Linked DNA regions of Mus musculus: region 1 is linked to region 2. Evidence: chromatin contacts called from public HiChIP or PLAC-seq data. All regions are on one chromosome and are shown on one strand. Each heading gives the region's core, a stretch centred on a gene start, on an enhancer-like site or on the middle of the called end of the contact. The rest is flanking DNA. Distances are from core to core; before and after follow the strand shown. Region 1 overlaps 1110051M20Rik (RIKEN cDNA 1110051M20 gene). Region 2 holds the start of Arfgap2 (ADP-ribosylation factor GTPase activating protein 2).

The links. HiChIP or PLAC-seq counts read pairs in DNA pulled down with a chosen protein or histone mark.
Region 1: a contact with region 2 is called in an H3K4me3 HiChIP or PLAC-seq map of stem cell-derived neural progenitor cells, with 2.3 times the contacts expected there. The contact joins the enhancer-like site here to the promoter of Arfgap2 in region 2. A contact is called at or near these places in 2 of 39 promoter capture datasets (hippocampal neurons and stem cell-derived epiblast-like cells), 2 of 115 datasets of contacts at active chromatin or transcription factors (pancreatic cancer cells and stem cell-derived neural progenitor cells) and 2 of 9 other capture datasets (adipose tissue and liver).

What each region holds. Positions count from the first base shown.
Region 1 is chr2:91,398,063-91,400,762 of GRCm38.p6, reverse strand. The region is part of intron 2 of 1110051M20Rik (RIKEN cDNA 1110051M20 gene); the gene reads left to right. Among named protein-coding and RNA genes, the nearest start is that of 1110051M20Rik, 45 kb to the left of the region's middle. Within about 2 kb of position 1,407, at least 36 of the 459 cell types and tissues checked have an H3K27ac peak or open chromatin away from gene starts, as enhancers often do. A contact at or near this core is called in stem cell-derived neural progenitor cells, where this site is marked.
Region 2 is chr2:91,263,675-91,266,374 of GRCm38.p6, reverse strand. Arfgap2 (ADP-ribosylation factor GTPase activating protein 2) reads right to left here and starts at 1,260. Exons shown (of 16, transcript NM_023854.2): 1 at 971-1,260; 2 at 685-803; 3 at 77-149. The coding sequence starts at 1,042. It overlaps Pacsin3 (protein kinase C and casein kinase substrate in neurons 3), which reads right to left. Exons shown (of 11, transcript NM_001289678.1): 10 at 2,489-2,610; 11 at 1,695-2,184. The coding sequence ends at 2,069.

The DNA of each region.
Region 1 (2,700 bases), core at 158-2,657, 130 kb before region 2:
CAGAAGGCCATTTATTTGGCAAAGGATAGAGGAGGGAAGAAAATACCTTTCTGATATTTTCATAGAGGAATTTGAGGATTCAGAGTTTAGTCATAAATAACCAGATTAATGTGTTTAAATGCCTTAAATCACTTTAAAATTTTTCCTTGTTTTTGTATCATGTTAACAAGATCACTAAAACAGTGGATGTGAAATTCTGTTGTGGATTAAAGATCCTTCAAAAGTTTCACCCACTAATGGGAAGAGTGTTTCAGGCAATGTATAGGCAAACATGGGCCAGCTAACAGAGTGTGGGACTCTGTGTCCTGTGGTAGCCATTCTCTGTCTTAGGAGGTGGTATGAGTTACAGGCAGCTCTGTGGGGTATGTGTCTTTGTTTTGCAGGGTTTCTGTGAAAAATGACATCCAAGAAATAGCAAGTGGCATTAGGTGGTAATCCAGAGTTTAGCATGGTACCAGGCTAGGTTAGCCAGCAGTAAGGACTGCTTTTGGCCAGCTGCTCCATTTCTGGTAAGAGATTACTGCTTTATTTATTGGGGTTTTGTTGTTGTTGACTCATTACAGATAATGACTAGTTCTAGCCAAATTCTTGTCATCATTGGTGCTAAAGGCTCTTGTGACCAAAGAGCACCTGTTCTGAAAGGCTCTGTGCTCAGTGACTGATGCTCCTCTCTTCCAAAGCACTCTTCTGGTTTGTTCTTTCTTTCTCTGAAGTACCTTTAAGCATCTCTGCATGGTGACTCACTCTCTTCTAGCCTACCTCCTCCTGCCTTGCTGAATGCTAGATTTCCCAGCTCACAACTGTAAGAAGGGGCTTTATTTCAGAGTAGAAAGGGGCCCCCATATGTGGCCTATTATATCCATATCAACTTGCTTACCCTTTTCAAACAGCTATTGTCTTTTAATAGGGTCCTGCCTGGCAGGGGGAGTCCTTAATTCCTGCCATATAAGAATGGACAGCTTGAGTTACAGCGAGCTGCAGTTCGGTACTCTGATCAAAAGGCCTCTGTTGTTTTTAGAGGTTTTTTTCTCCCTCTCTCTCTTTCTTTTTCTATATCCTGGACTAATAATTCAGCACAGCAAGGTCATTACAGGCTTTGAATTGAGAGCTGAGAGTGTTAAATTACTGACCTAGAATAAAAGAGATCTGGGGGGCTCTCAAGAAAGATAAAGGGATCCCAGCTAGAAAACTGCAAAGCCAAGCAACCTCACTTCTTAACAATATTATTTTTTTAATCCTCTCTGTCTCCACGAGTCTTTTCTGGGACAAGAAAAGATCTCCTGCCAGAGAAACTAGGTCAGGAACTCAGTAACATCTCCTGAGAGATGAGGCCTAGGTGCTGGCAGCCCCTGGGTGCCTCTGTCCTCTTTGGTCTGTCTTTCCATTGTGTCAGTATTTTCCTCTCTCCTGCCTTGCCTCCTCTGTCTTCATCTTTTTCTGCTGCCCTGTCAGAATGCTGATGACTGGGTAAATGATAACTGAACAGTGGGAGCTGATTTGGCTTCTAGCTCTGCCTGGTAAGTCTGAGGGCTCTATCCACCGTGGCTTTTGCTGCATTGTAAGAAGGTGGAGACGCCATAGTGGAGAGATAGATACATAGATAAGAACAGTGATGATGGCCTGGATCCATTCATGAGAGCCGAGTCCTCATAACTAATTATCTCCTTCACTTTTCACCTCTCTATGGTGTTATATGGTGATTAAACTTCAACACAAGCATGGGGGGGTCAACACATTGAAACTATAGCACTCCCTTAGCCAACAAGTTAGCTTTTGTTAATACATTACAACATTCCAGATGAAAGATAGTATCCCACGAAGGGATTTGAAGTATATAAGAAATACACTATTTAATCTCCCCCAAATTAAAATTTTTATTACATTTATTCATTTGAATGGGGGCATGTGCATGTGGCATATATATGTGCAGAGGTCAGAAGACAGTTTGTGGAAGTCAGTTCTCTCTACAGTGCACATACTGGGAAGCAAACTCGGTCATCAGGCTTGGTGGCAAGTACCTTTACTTACAGAGTTCTATCAATGCTCTGCCCCCCTCAGCAAATATACAGTTCACATCTGAAATCTCTGCATACACGAGGCTAAGGCAGAAAAATTACCATGTATTCAAGGCCAGCCTAGGGAGTACCATATGACCCTGCCTCAAAATTAAAAAGTACAGAATATCTAAGATACAGGCCACAGAACTCAAAAAGGTCAACAAGCTGAAGTGCCCAAGTGAGGATGCCTCAGTCCCACTTGAAAGAGAAAAGCAAGCAACACAAGTGGGGATAGAGGGAGGGACCTGGGAGAGAAAGTGGATGGGGTTGAGGGGAGTAGGGGGTAGAGGGGAACCTGATCTGGCATTAGGTGAGGGAAAAGGACTGAAGCCCTGAGGGCCAGCAGAAAGAATGTAAACAGGCAACCTCAGGAAATAGGAGGTTGGGGGGACCCCCCCCCAGAATGTACCAGAGACCTGGGAGGTGAGAGACTCCCAGGATTCAAAGGGAGAGTCCTTAGATGAAATGCCCGACAGTAGGGAGAGGGAACTTATAGAGCCCACCTCCAGCAGGAAGACAGGGCATCAAGTGAGGGATGGGGTTGCCATCCCACAGTCACATCTCTGACCCATAATTATTCCTGTCTGAAAGAATTACAGGGGTGGTAATAGAGAGGAACCTCAGGAAAAGAAGGTCCAGTGAC
Region 2 (2,700 bases), core at 11-2,510:
CTCACTTTGAGAAATCAAGGAAAAGTTAAATACCCAGGCAGAAGGATGGGGGTGGAAGAAGGTAAAGGAACGTTACCGCATTGGCATTCCCGCCGACCTGCATACACCTCAGCTGCAACCAGCTCCAGTTCGAATCCAACTCTGTGGACCTGTGTACAAGGGCTGAGTGTCACCTTCCCTATCAAGACTAAACCTGTCATTCGGCCTCAGGCTTCTGTGGGTGTCCAGGAACCATCAGTCACTGTCCCATTTCCTCCTCTCTCCCCTGTATTTGAAATCATTGCGCTTCGCCTAATCCAAAGGGTACTAATTATTTCTGAAAAGGAGATCCGAAAGGAGGTCGACTTCTGAGAAATGCAGGCACGGGTTTGGCTCTTCTTAAAGTTTGGTCAAAGTCGCACTGGAGACCTACTGGGCCAATCTTTCTGCAATAACAAGGTCAATGCATCTAAGCTCTCCCCCAAACTGATGCTGAGTACCATGTTAACTGTGAAGAGAGAAGTCTACAGAGGTGGAACCCCCCGCCGCCCTCCGCCCGCAAGCCCCCGCTGTAGGCTACCAGAACTCCCGCCAGGAGAAATCCAAACATCAAATTCAGGAAGGTCCAAGTCCAGGCGCCCTCTCCCCGTCGCTGACCACGCACACAGCCCCCGTGGAGGCACAGCACCCTCACACAGAACCTACCTGATAAAGCTGAGATGGACACCCAAGGAGCGATGCACTCCGGAGCAGTCAATACACAAAAATACACCGTAAGTGATGCTGGCCCAACTAGGACTCTTGGCGCCACAATCGAAACAGGCCTAAGTGGAAAAGACGACAAGCGAACGGTTAGGGCCCAGAGTCGAGGCCCGGCGCTAGAAACCACAAGAAAGCCTCCAACCTCCGTCCTCGCCCTCCCTCAGACCCCAGGGGACAAGAGACGTCTTCTCCGCCGGCGTCAGGACCCGTACCCCGCCCGCTCAAGCACCTTGTTGGTGGGAATTGCGCGAAGTCTCTTAAAAATAGTCTGGATTTCGGTCTTGCTCGGGCTCGCCGCCATTTTCTCTCCTTCCCAGACACAACCGCGACCGACAGGTCCCGGCGCGGGCCAATCCTCGGCGGCGAAGGCAGGCTCACCGCGCCGGTCACGACAGGGCCCCGACCCGCCTACGAGTGGAGTGATTCGACCAGATCTGGGCCAATGAACGTCGGGCGGGGCTGAAACATGACGTTAGCAGCCGGGAGCTCCACCACGGGCCTGAGAGTGAACGCCGCGCTGCGCCTGGCCAATCCGCAGCCCGAGCGGGCGACGGCTCGTGGACTGGCCCAAACTTCCTCACGAGTTCCTGCTGGACCCGGGTACCCTACGTACCGCTCGACCACTGGCTGTAGGCGTCAGGCAGAGAGCCATGGTAACAGACTCTGTGATGGACGAGTAATGATTAACAATCTCCCAAGTGCTCATAGCCCCATCCGGAAGGCATTGGCAGGGCTCCAGCTCAGCTCACAATCCAGCAACTGGCCTAGAGCAGAGGCCAGCACACAACAACCTTGATCACCAAGTCCCTTCCAGTCCAGATTGCACTCCTGAAATTCCGGGGCAGATACCAGGAGGCAACTGCCTGCCCAATCCCAGTTCCATAACACATGGCACGCCCACGGGCCGACCCCGTGCCTCCCACCAGCAAGAGTAGGCTATCAAAAGACGCTCACAACACTTGATGGGGTTTTTATTCTTAATCAAATTTAATGCACACTACAAGTCACAAAAGAAGGTGCTGCCAGCCTCAAACTACATTCTCCCCAACCTCACCCCAGGAACTCCTAAACAGTTTAGGAGCTGGATCCTCCCACTCTGGGATGACCCAAATGTTCCCGAGGAGGCTCGGGCACCTCTCGACCCTCCATCATTCCAACCTCCAACTCTAGACACAGACCCCTGCCCTTCATGGGCCCTGAGACTTCCTCCTGTGGGAAAAGAGAGACAGCAGCAGCACATGGTTCAGGGCCTTCAGGTCCAGCAGTCCAGGAAGGGTTAAGCTCTGGCCCAGGTCAGAGAGACGCCTTGGTAGGGCTGTCAGGGCACTCAGGCGCCCACACATTCTACGTAATTGGCAGGGTACAGACCAATGCGGCCACTCTGCAGCTGGCCCTGGCACCAGCCCTGCTCATCCTCCTCGCTCATCTTCAGCAACTCTTCCCCTGAAGAAAGACAAAACAGTCATTGCCCAAAGCACTGGCTTTACTGGTCTCAAAACTAGGTCATGGACTGGGGGATGGAATAGCACAAGGGCCGACAAACTGGAGGATACCCAACTCAGACCAGGATAGGACACAGCCAGGAAAAGCCACCCAACCTTAGACCCCAGGGAGGCAACTGTCAGGCTGCAGCTGGACCCTGAGCAGCCTGTGAGGATGGAGTCCCTGGCTTTCTTCGTCTACAGCCCTGCTCTAGCAAGTAGGACGGGGGCTGAAGTGGGAAGGACCATGAAAGGGCCCAGCATACCTGCTCGGAAGCTCAGCTCATCAGCCTCCTGGCCAGCATAGTCATAAAGCGCCCGTACCCTCACCCCAGTGGCAACTTTCCGGGGACTCTCCTCATCTGACCAGTCCTCGTCCTGCCCGCTACTAGAGAGGGGAACACAAGGGGCACAACTCAGGGCACAAGACCCACTGTATCCAGTACTCAAGACAAAGGGCTTGGCTGCTTGGCGGCGG